Regions from separate parts of the Pan troglodytes genome. Here region 2 is linked to region 1. The links are chromatin contacts, called in public Hi-C maps. All regions are on one chromosome and are shown on one strand. Each heading gives the region's core, a stretch centred on a gene start, on an enhancer-like site or on the middle of the called end of the contact. The rest is flanking DNA. Distances are from core to core; before and after follow the strand shown.

What was found. Hi-C and Micro-C count contacts between places; a contact is called where the count stands out from the background.
Region 2: a contact with region 1 is called in a Hi-C map of stem cell-derived neural progenitor cells, with 3 times the contacts expected there. The contact joins the promoter of UBB here to the enhancer-like site in region 1. A contact is called at or near these places in 1 of 7 Hi-C or Micro-C datasets (stem cell-derived neural progenitor cells) and 1 of 1 datasets of contacts at active chromatin or transcription factors (stem cell-derived excitatory neurons).

The regions. Positions count from the first base shown.
Region 1 is chr19:53,472,462-53,478,951 of NHGRI_mPanTro3-v2.0_pri, forward strand. No RefSeq gene overlaps it. Among named protein-coding and RNA genes, the nearest start is that of LRRC75A, 26 kb to the right of the region's middle. Within about 2 kb of position 4,695, at least 7 of the 24 cell types and tissues checked have an H3K27ac peak or open chromatin away from gene starts, as enhancers often do. A contact at or near this core is called in stem cell-derived neural progenitor cells, where this site is marked.
Region 2 is chr19:53,616,639-53,622,471 of NHGRI_mPanTro3-v2.0_pri, forward strand. It overlaps UBB (ubiquitin B), which reads right to left and starts at 4,525. Exons shown (of 2, transcript NM_001009117.2): 1 at 4,381-4,525; 2 at 2,971-3,666. The coding sequence starts at 3,660. The coding sequence ends at 2,971.

The DNA of each region.
Region 1 (6,490 bases), core at 3,445-5,944:
TTATCCCACCACTAGATGGCAGGACAGTCCAGTCTGGCAAATCTCTCTGCCCTGCCTGAACTTCGATGTCCGCATCTTTAGTGAAGAGTCTTCCTAACAGAAATGTACTTCCTGGTTAAACATTAGTTTGGACTCAGAGAGCAGACAGGCTCAGATTCAGGCTGAGCCTCCTCCAAGGCAGACAGGTGTTCTCCTGAGGTGCCATTAGGGTTGTACTCATGTGGAGTGAGACGGGGCAAAGCGGAGAGGGAACCAGGGAAGGGAAAGAATTGGTGATAATCAGATGTCCTGGAGCTTAACTTGCCTGCAGTCTGATGGGTTAGTATGGCAAAGTGGGGCCTGGAAGCCTCAACTCTCTATACCCATATAACCCCTCCACCCCATCCCTCTGCCTCCTGAAGACCCCTGAACAGCAGAGGCCAGTCCCAACAAGGAGGCCAGCACTAGGCTCCCCATCCTCTCTGCTCCAACTCTGTGGGTGTTTAACACACCAAAAGCAAGACTTCTACCAGCCAGGACCCTCTGTGAGCCCCCAGCCAGGAGACAGGCTCTGGGTTCTGAGATGAGGGAAGACGACGGCATGATGTATGCACCAGCCTTGGGACTCCTAGCAGTACTTCCTTTCTGACACACTATTTTTTCAAAACATCATCCCACCCCTTGACTCAATGCTCTCACTAAGGCCAAGCGCCACGAGGTGACTGTGCCAGAAGCTCCCCAGCCAGTCGGAGCAGCACTGAGATCAGCAGATCCCAGGATCCTACCTCCCAACCTGTTGTCTTCCCAGCACACTGGACTATAGAGAAGACACCCTTGTGATTTGCTACAGGACCCTGCCCCAGCCTCCCTATCAACCTGCACAGTGGTGAGATGCAGTGAGGGCTTCTAGATTATGATCCGGACTAGGATCAGATTGGTCTGGTCTGATGACCCTCTCGGACACTTACTAGCTATGTGACCTTGGGCATGTAGTTTAACCTGTCTGTGCTTTGATGCCTCATCTGTAACATGTGAATTCTTATTGTATCTATGTTTCAAGGCTCTTGTAAGGATAAAATGAGATTGTGTGTGTTAAGGGCTTCCCACAATACCTGACATACAGTGCTCTGTAAATGGCAGAATCAAAAGTTGGATCGAAAATTTAATACATAGCCACAAAAACAAACAACCCAACCTAAAAATGAGGAAAGACCTGGCCGGGCGCAGTGGCTCACGCCTGTAATCCCAGCACTTTGGGAGGCCGAGGCGGGCAGATCACGAAGTCAGGCGATCAAGACCATCCTGGCCAGCAGGGTGAAACACAGTCTCCTCTGAAATACAAAAAAAATAAGCCAAGTGTGGTAGTGTGTGCCTGTAGTCCCAGGTACTCAGGAGACTGAGGCAGAGGAATAGCTAGAACCTGGGAGGCGGAGCTTGCAGTGAGCCGAGATCGCGCCACTGCACTCCAGCCTGGGCAACAAGAGTCAAACTTCCTCTCAAAAAAAAAAGAAAAAAGAGGAAAGACCTTTAACAGACATTTCTCCAAAGAAGATATACAAGTGGCCAACAAGCACATGAAAATGTACTCAACATCACTAATCACCAGGGAAATGCAAATCAAGACCACAATGAGAAATCACCTCATACCTGTTAGGATAGCCATTATTGAAAAACAAAACAAAAATCATAAAACGAGGGTTGATGAGGATGTGGAGAAATCAAAGCCCTTGTGCACCATTGGTAAGACTGCAATATGGCCCAGCCACTATAAAAACAGTATGGGCTGGGCACAGTGGCTCAGCCAATAATCCCAGCACTTTGGGAGGCTAAGGCGGGAGGATTGCTTGAGCCCAGAAGTTCAGGACCAGCTTGGACAACACAGTGAGACCCTATCTTTACAAAAAATAAAAAATTAGTCAGACGTGATGGCACACACCTGTAGTTCCAGCTACCTGGGGATCTGAGGTAGGAGGATGGCTTGAGCCTGGGAATTTAAGGCTACATTGAGCTATGATCAAGCCATTGGGCAACAGAGCAAGATCTTGTCTCATAAATAGATAAACGGAGACTCTTCAAAAAATTAAAAATAGAATTATCAAATGATCTAGCATTCCCACTTCTGAGTATATACCCAAAAGAATAGAAAGCAAAGTCTCAATGAAACATTTGTATATCCACATTCATAATAGGATCATTCACAGTAGACAAAAGGCAGAAGCAACCCAAGAGTGCATTAATAGATGAATGGGCAAAGAAAGTGTGGTTCATGCATACAAAGGAATATCATTCAGCCTTAAAAAGGAAAAAAATTCTGACACATACTATAGCATGAATGGACCTTGAAGACATTTGTTGTCAAATAAGCCAGTCACACAAGGACAAATACTGCATGATTCCATTTATATGGAATCTAAAGCAAAAAAAAAAAAAAAACAAAAAAAAAAACCTCATAGAAGCTGAAAGCTGAAAGCTTGTTACCAGGGCTTGGGGAGGAGAGATGGGGAGCTGATGCTCAATGCATGTGGAGTTTCGGTCACACAAGATGAGAAAGTTCTAAAGTTAACAAGCCTGTACTCTACACTTACAAATTTGTTAAGAGGGTAGATTTCATCTTACATGTTTTTCACCACAATAAAAAAAAGACCGAGGCCAGGTGCGGTGGCTCATGCCTGTAATCCTAGCACTTTGGGAGGCCGAGGCGGGCCGATCATCTGAGGTCAGGAGGTCGAGACCAGCCTGACCAACATGGAGAAACCCCGTCTCTACTAAAAATACAACATTAGCCGGGTGTGGTAGTGCATGCCTGTAATACCAGCTACTCAGGAGGCTGAGGCAGGAGAATCGCTTGAACCCGGGAGGCGGAGGTTGTGGTGAGCCGAGATTGCGCCATTGTACTCCAGCCTGGGTGACAGAGCAAGACTCCGTCTCCAAAAAAAACAAAACCGAGAGAGAGCTGTCCCCTTGCAAGTCTTAAGGCAGCCACACTCTTCCCATCTAAGCCTAACTTCCCTCCCCTGCCATCTGTGGCAACTGCAGCTTCCATTAGGCATCCCTGATAACCAAGAAACTGTTAATTTTTCTTCCTGCCCCCTTCCCCAAAGGAGAGCCAGCCTAGACTGGCCATTCTTACAGGATTCAAGAATGGAGGAAAGTGCTTTTTCCCTCTTTCAAGTTGCCTCTAGTTCATGGTTTATTTTTTCAGTAAGTGTTTGTTGAGTGTCTACTATATGCCAAGCACTGTGGTGAACTTTGGAAACACAATATTGGATAGGACCAGAAGGACCCTGCTCTCAGGGAATTTACTTTCTAATAAACAAACAAGGTGGCCGGGCGCAGTGGCTCATGCCTGTAATCCTAGCACTTTGGGAGGCGAGTGGATTGCCTGAGCTCAGGAGTTTGAGACCAGCCTGGGCAACACGGTGAAACTCCGTCTCTACTAAAATACAAAAATAAAATAAAATAAAATTAGCCAGGTGTAGTGGCGTGTGCCTGTAGTCTCAGCTACTTGGGCAGAGGTTGCAGTGAGCCGAGATCGTGCCACTGCACTCCAGCCTGGGCAACAGAGTGAAACTCTGTCTCCAAAAATAAAATAAAATAAACAAACAAGTTAACTTCGGGAGGTGTCAAGTGCTATGATGCGACTAAACAGAACGATCTGTGAGCATCATGGGCATGTCCTAAAGTTCTCTCTGAAAAGAGGATGACTGCCTCGAGACTTAAAGTGAGAAGAATCAAGCTAGCAGGGATGGCATTCTGGGCAGAGGAAACAGTATGTGCAAAGGTCCTGGAGCAGAAAAGGGCATGCTGTGTCTAAAGAACAGAGAGAAGGCCAGTGTGGCCCCAGCACAGTGAGTGGGAGGGAAGCTGGAGCTGTAGCCAGAACTGGACTGTGCCGGGCTTCATAAACTGAAGTAGAAGCAAAAGCAAAATGTAAATTAATATTGCAAGGGATTGTCCTGAGAGATATTGTCAGCTACTAACATGCAAGTCACTCACTGAAGTATAGTATCCAAGGACGTCCTTGGGTTCACACCCAGGATCTGTAACTTGTTACCTGTGTGACTCTAAGCCAAGGGTTCTCAAACTCAGCTATGCATTTGAATCACCTGGAGGTCTTGTACAATGGGCTCCCGGGCCCCACCCCAGAGTTTCTGATCTGGAAAGGGCCCAGAGTTTGCGTGTCTACCAGGTTCACAGGTGGTGGTGACACTGCTGGTCCTTGGACCACATGTTGAGAACCATGCTCTAATGATCCTCTCCAGCAAGTCAGTGATTCTCTCTGAGCCTTTTTCTTCTGTGAAAGTGCCCTTCTGACCTGATTGATGTGATCATCAGATGAGATAAAATACAAAGCATAAAGCCCTTTTTAAAGAACAAAAAAGACAGACACACAGAATGATCACCTTAACGGTGTTCACTAAGCTCCCTTCCTGTGTGTTTCCTTCACAGCTGATACAGAATTTCACATATGGCAAGAGCAGCTGACTGCTTGGGAGCAATGCCGGTTTTATTCCATTCACTCTACGTTTATCTAATTCTCTAAACACATAGGAGAACCTCCGGTGCTGAAGAATAGAGAGCTGCCCGCCCCGCCTGGGAGAAACCTTCAGATGCGCCCCCGTTGTTCCCCCGCCGACAGAGGCTTGATGCCGCTTCAAGTGCCCGCAGTTATTTTTGTCAGCCATCCTCTCCTCCCACTCCTCCCAAAGAAAGCATTCAGTGAGTCATCGGGAGACCCGGAGACATCTGACGGTTGCTCAGCTGGTATCCGGCCACTGAGGAGAAGGAGGAGTGTGTTGATGTCCCCTTGGACTCTCCTTGAAGAAACTGCATAGATTCACAGACTCCTGGAAAATCAGAATCCAGAATGTGCACATGATACACGTTTGGTGTGTGTGTTTATTTGTATTCACTCACGGATTCAACAAATATTTGTTGATTACCTGCCATCTACCAGACTTGTTTTAGACTCTGAGGACACAGCATGTACAAAACAACAAAGCCCCTCTCATGGGGTTTATGTGCGTAATAGTCTCTCATAGAGCATGTACTGGAAGTCGTGAGGTGTGTAGTCTGGCAGGGAAGAGAGTCAGCCATCAAATGGATGTGGTGAGTGTTATGGCGCTGAGATGGAGAGATATATTGGGTGGCGTACGGAGAAGCACAGGAGGAAGAGGCTTCCAAATGGGCACCCTGATAAGTGGACGTTAAATGGCGAGTGGCATCTTCCAGGTTCACTCAAAGGAGGCTACTCTCCATTGAGTTAACCTCAGAAATGCATACATGGAAGTACCCTAACACGTGACCCCTTTCTCCTTTCCAATTTCTTTCTATGCTGGCCCCACCCCTAGGTCTTGGAGGTACATAGCTTGTTGTCCGGTTTCAGTTTCACAGCTGGAGAGAAACTTTGCCTCAGGAAGAAGTATACTGGGAGCCTCACCCATACTGGGTTTAGATGAGATTTAGATGAGATTTTGAACTTAAAAGTTGGTGCTGCAAAGAGTTAAGATTTGGAAACTGTTGGGATGGGGTGAATGTATTTTGCATGTGAGAATGACATTCATTTTTAGCCAGAGGGAGAAGCGTTATGGGCTGAATTATGGTCCCCCCAAAATTATTCATGAAGTCTAATACCCACAACCTCAGAATAGGACCTTATTTGGAGATAGGTCTCTAAAGAAGTAATTAAGTCAAAATGAGGTCATTAAGGTGGACCCCAGTCCAGTAGGATTGGTGTCCTTATGAGGCGATTAGGACACAGACACCCACAGAGACACCCACAAAGGGATGACCACACGAAGAGGCAGGGAGAAGATGCCATCCACAAGCAAGGAGAGAGGCCTCTGAAGGAACCAACCCTGCCAACACCTTGATCTTGAACTTCTAGCCTCTGGAATTGGGAAGAAACAACTTTCTGTTGTTTAAACCACCCGGGCTGTGGTATTTTGTTATGACAGCTCTAGCAAACGAATACAGAGGTGTTTGTGAAAAGGAAGCAGCACAGTGTGGTAGGGTAGGGTAGTACACTCTGGGCACCTCCAAACAGTTCTGCAGACTTGGAGTGTAGGGTGCAAGGGATGGAGGGGAGGCTGGAGAGATGGGCAGGGGCCCGGCCATGAAGGGCCTCTGGTGACAAGGATTTGGGACTTAATTCAGCGTTCAAGGTATTGAAGTATTGAGGATGAAGTCAGGCTGGGCGCGGTGGCTTGCGCCTGTAATCCCAGCACTTTGGGAGGCCAAGGCAGGCAGATCACGAGGTCAGGAGTTCAAGACCAGCCTGGTCAACATGGCGAAACCCTGTCTCTACTAAAAATACAAAAATTAGCCCGGCGTGGTGGCAGGCACCTGTAATCCCAGCCATTCGGGAGGCTGAGGGAGGAGAATCACTTGAACCCGGGAGGCAGAGGTTGCAGTCAGCCAAGATTGTGCCATTGCACTCCAGCCTGGGCAACAAAAGCAGGACTCCATCTCAAAAAAAAAATAAATAAATAAATGAAAGGAGGAAGTTGGA
Region 2 (5,833 bases), core at 3,275-5,774, 140 kb after region 1:
CACAAGAATTGCTTGAACCTGGGAGACAGATGTTGCAGTGAGCCAAGATCATGCCACTGCACTCTGGCTTGGGCTACAGAGCAAGACTCTGTCTCAAAATTGCTCAAATTCATTTGTGTGCAGAGTCAATTTGCTGAGATACATGAATTACTTAGAGGGGGATCTCCATGGAAAATAAGAAATTCCAAAAGAGAACTAAAGAGCAATAGCTGAATCTTCTTCTGAAGGACTCACCAGACTACAGACTTATGAGCCCATCGTGTTAGACAGTGACGCCTTGGGAGAAATCACAGCACAGTATTTTAAGCCCTATTGCCCCAGATAATAGTTTTTAGGTATTCAGTGAAACTTTTTAATTTTCCAGGTTTGAAAAGCTAGATTTTTAGTGACAAGATCTTGCTGTGTTAGGCTGGCCTGGAACTCCTGGACTCAAAAGCCATCCTTCCACCTAAGCTTCCCAAGTAGCTAGGACTACAGGTATATGTCACCAAGCCCATTTAAACTTTTTTTTTTTTTTGTCAATAGCCCATTGCCCAGTCTGGCCCCAAGCTCTAGCCTCAAGTGATCCTCCCACCTCCACCTCCCAAAGTGCTGGGATTATAGGCATGAGCCACCACGCCTGGCCACATTTGCTGATTTATTATAAAGATATTACAAAGGACTCAGTTGAAGAGATGCATAGGACAAGGTATGGGGGAAGGGGTGCAAAGCTTTAATGCCTTGCCTGGGTGTGCCATCCTCCAGGAACCTCCATGCGTTCACATATCCAAACTCAGTCCTCTTGGTTTTCTAGGGAGGCTTCAAGATGACAGCATTCCTTTCCGCAGGGTATAGGACAGAACCCTCTCTGAAATGGGGGTCTTAGGACTCACAGAAAGGTAGGGGAAGATCAAGAGTCCTGTCTTAGTGAAGGTAAAAGGGCAGAAGTGAAGTGAGTTTCCTGTGGCCTAACACACCCAACATGACTATAACAAGGGCTATAGAAGTTATGAACGAGGAACTGTGGGCAAAGATCCGTAAAACCAGAGTGACTAAGGCAGTTTACCTAAAATTATGCGTGAAACCATTCTCAGGTACACTATGAATATCAAAGGTGTATTTCTAGATATGGTATTCCTGCATTTGTGTAATACACCCATGGATACTTCTTGCATACCAAACCACTAACTAGAGATTAACTGGCCCGTGATTTAAAGCCCTTACTCTAAGTATGCACTTACCACGCCAGTTTTAGTACCAGAAAACATTATTTCTCTACTATAAACCTGGGAAAAACAGCGCTCCCCACACCATTCCCAATTTTGTGCCAAGATGAGAATCACATTTATTGAAGTTACATTACAGAAGATAGTGAAGGGGAAAGATTGAGAACTTCCTTAGTACACCCTTACTCCAATATTTTCTATTAGCACTGCACATGTATTACTGCCTAGTGTCCATTGGCATAGAAGCCTAAGAACTGCTTATGTTGCCAGACTTAGACAAGGATAAGCATTTTTAACAAATACAGGTAAAATCTCATTTGTTGCTGCAATCTTTTCACAATAAAGTTAAGCTGTGTCATTAAGAACCAACAGCATGGCTGGGCTTGATGGCTCATGCCTGTAATCCCAGCACTTTGAGAGGTTAAGGTGGGCGGATCACTTGAGGCCAGGAGTTTGAGACCAGCTTGGTCAACATGGTAAAACCCCATCTCTACTGAAAATACAAAAATTAGCTGGTGTGCCCCTGTAGTCCCAGCTATGTGGGGGACTGAGGCAGGAGAACTGCTTGAACCTGGGAGGTGGAGGTTGCAGTGAGCCGAGATCGCACCACTGCACTCCAGCCTGGGGCAAGAGAGAGAGACTGTCCAAAAATAAAGTGAGGAACCACTTTAACTTGCCACCTATCAAGATCAGGAAGATTGTCTTAGATCAGAATACCGTTTTCAACATTAAGTACCTGCAAGCCATCTTTCTCCTCAGCCAGTCCTCTTCCATACTCAGTGATTAGCTGCTGCTTGGCTCATCAGTTAAAGCATATACAGCAAAGAGACAAGATTATGGTCCCATACTACCACCCAGGTTAAACACTTTGGTGTAATACACTACAGAGCAATAAACAGCTCATAGTCACCCAATTAATTGCAGAACTGAAAGCAGTTACGTTACCACTATTCAAGCAGCCTGAATCAAAACTTTGTTTCTCCAGCAATCCTTGATTAGGTCTCAACAGGCGCATTTGCTTTCCTTCAATGTAAAGAAAATGCCTGCAATCACTTGAGCCCAGGAATGATAGTGAGCTGTCATCGTGCCACTGTATACCAGTCTGGACTACAGAGCAAGACCATCTTTTAAAAAGCCTGCATATCCAACTTTTTGAGATGTTGTCTTGCTCTGTCGCCAGGCTGGGGTGCAGTGGCACGATCTCGGCTCACTGCAACCTCTGCCTCCCAGGTTCAAGTGATTCTCCTGCCTCAGCCTCCCTAATAGCTGGGACTACAAGCATGCGACACCACGCCCAGCTAATTTTTTTAGTAGAGACAAGGTTTCACCATGTTGGCCAGGGTGGTCTCCATATCTTGACCTCGTGATCCGCCTGCCTCGGCCTCCCAACAGACTTTAAATTCGAGCTTCAGAAAGTTTGCCATTAACCCAGGATCCTAACTTGTAATGACTTAAACAGCAAAGAAGGCTCTTACCCCTCAGCCCACCCAAGTGTATACCAGAGTCAAATGACTTAACTTTGAGCACATTACCAATCTCAAAATTAAATCCCTAAACATTTTCACCAGTTTAAGCGTACCCACACATCACTAGAGAATTTCATGACAAAACACCAAGTATGCTACCATGCAACGAAACCTTTATTAACATTTTGAACAGGTTCAGCTATTACTGAAACTTGTAATTTCTAAACTTAAGTTGGGGCAAATGGCTGTAGTGCAGAGTAATGCCATCACTGGGCACTGCGAATGCCAAGACTGAAGAATTAACAGCCACCCCTCAGGCGCAGGACCAGGTGCAGGGTCGACTCTTTCTGGATGTTGTAGTCAGAAAGAGTGCGGCCATCTTCCAGCTGCTTGCCTGCAAAGATGAGCCTCTGCTGGTCGGGAGGGATGCCTTCTTTATCTTGGATCTTGGCCTTCACATTTTCGATGGTGTCACTGGGCTCCACCTCCAGAGTGATGGTCTTGCCGGTCAGGGTCTTCACGAAGATCTGCATACCACCTCTCAGACGCAGGACCAGGTGCAGGGTCGACTCCTTCTGGATGTTGTAGTCAGAAAGAGTGCGGCCATCTTCCAGCTGCTTGCCTGCAAAGATGAGCCTCTGCTGGTCGGGAGGGATGCCTTCTTTATCCTGGATCTTGGCCTTCACATTTTCGATGGTGTCACTGGGCTCCACTTCCAGGGTGATGGTCTTGCCAGTCAGGGTCTTCACGAAGATCTGCATACCACCTCTCAGACGCAGGACCAGATGCAGGGTCGACTCCTTCTGGATGTTGTAGTCAGAAAGAGTACGGCCATCTTCCAGCTGCTTGCCTGCAAAGATGAGCCTCTGCTGGTCGGGAGGGATGCCTTCCTTATCCTGGATCTTGGCCTTCACATTTTCGATGGTGTCACTGGGCTCCACCTCAAGGGTGATGGTCTTGCCGGTAAGGGTTTTCACGAAGATCTGCATTTTGACCTAGTTTAACAGTAAAAACATAAGCGTGTCACCTCAGGATCATTGTATTTCTTGCTTTTACATCTAATATTCTTCAAAATTAGCAACTATTCCTTCAAAATGCCTTAAATACGTTAATATTCCGCAAGCCTCCCCTCAATTTTACAAGGCTAAGTCACTTAATACGAAACTCGTCATTCAAGGTTTCAACGTCAACAGCGGAAAATCCAGAGCGCTCTCTTACCAAGCGTGCACAGCTTTCCCCACTAACTGTTCCGGATATTCAAACTCCCCCGACCGAACTCCAATCTGCCTCAAACCTAAGCACGGTGTTAGGCAAACAAAACAAAACCAAACCCACAAGACTCGCGAAATAAAAATCCCATTGAAACACAAGAAGGGGCACCTTTCTCACACTGGGATTCCAAAGTAAAGGCTTCCAGAAACCACACCAACTACCTCTTTTCCGCCTTCCCCGCGAAGTAAACTCGACAAAATCGCCGATCGGTTAGGCGTCCGTTAGTTTCCGTCAACGCGCGCGCGCCAACCGCCCTCGCCCCCCTCAGGTCAACAAGGCCCACTCTCCCGGAAAGGCCCAGCGCCGCGTCACCTCGCCCTCCCCTCCCCCACGCCCTCCCCTCAGCGGCCCACCCAACCCCAAGAAGCCTCCACCTTGACCTCACCCATTCCCCCCTCTCACGCCCCCCCAGGGTCGTTACGGCTGCGGGCCAGTACCTGTTAGCGGATACCAGGATCCTGCGAATCACCAACCACGTCCACCCACAGGGACACAAACAAGCTCACCCAACAAAGCCAACCGCCCCTAAATGCTCCGGGCTGGCGGAGCGCAAATTTATGCAACGAGTGTTGCGTCACTTATCACCCCTCACGTAGACGCCGTCTCCGTGCGCCGCTGAAAGTAGTTCGCCGCGCCCAACCTCCCGAGACGCAGTTTAGGCTTTTCAACTGAGCCCCAAATTCCTCATAGCCTTAAGAAAGGATCCTAAAAAATTATTTCCCTTCTCCTCTATGCGCTTCTCTTCCTTCTTTAGGAAAATAAAAGAAAATTATCAGGCGGATGAATTTGAGTTAAAGAAACCTTCCTCGAAAGCTCTGGAAACTTCCTTGCAGCGCCGGCACTGATTGGTTAGGCCTGCGAAGGCGAGGTCGGCGCTGATTGGTGGGGGACGCGGTGGCTCTGTTGTTGCTGGGCTCCACCTGGGGTGGCTTAGCGCCGAGGTTGCTAAGTAACTGAGCGCGCGTGCGCTGCACAGGCGCGCCGTCCTGAAAGAGGGTATTTCCGGCGGGAGAAGGAGGGAGGTGTTTCCTTTTTTTTCCTTTTTTTTTCTTGAGACGGAGTTTCGCTCTTGTTTCCCAGGCTGGAGTGCAATGGCGCGATCTCGGCTCATCGCAACCTCTGCCTCCCGGGTTCAAGCGATTCTCCTGCCTCAGCCTCCCAAGTAGCTGGGATTACAGGCATGCGCCACCACGTCCGGCTAATTTTTTGTATTTTTAGTAGAGACGGGGGTTTCACCATGTTGGTCAGGCTGGTCTCGAACTCCTGACCTCAGGTAATCCACCCGCCTCGGCCTGCCAAAGTGGGCCGCCGCGCCTCAGAAGCGGGACGGCGTGGCACCAGATATCGAGACACCTGGTGGTGATTGTGAAGCACAATTCCCTCTCCCATGTTTTAAAAACGCGCGCCCCTGGCCGGGCGCAGAGGCTCACGCCTGTAATCCCAGCACTTTGGGAGGCCGAGGCGGGTGGATCATGAGGTCAGGGGTTCAAGACCAGCCTGGCCAAGGTGGTGAAACCCCGTCTCTACTAAAAATACAAAAAAATTAGCCGGGCGTGGTGGCGGGCGCCTGTAATCCCAGCTACTTGGGAGGCTGAGGCAGATAATTGCTTGAACCCAGGAGGCAGAGATTGCAGTGGGCCGAGAATGTGCCACTGCATTCCAGTCTGGCGACAGAGTGAGACTCTGTCTCAACAAACAGACAAACAAAACACACGAGCCCCTCATACACTGGCCAGTTGTTTTTGCTTTTTTGCGACAACGTCTGGCTGTGTCCCCAGGCTGGTGTGCAGTGGTGTGATCACCGTTCACTGCAGCCTCGACCTCCAGGGCTCAAGTTATCCTGTCACCTCAGCCTCCCAAGTGGCTGGGACCGTGGACCACGCCTGGCTT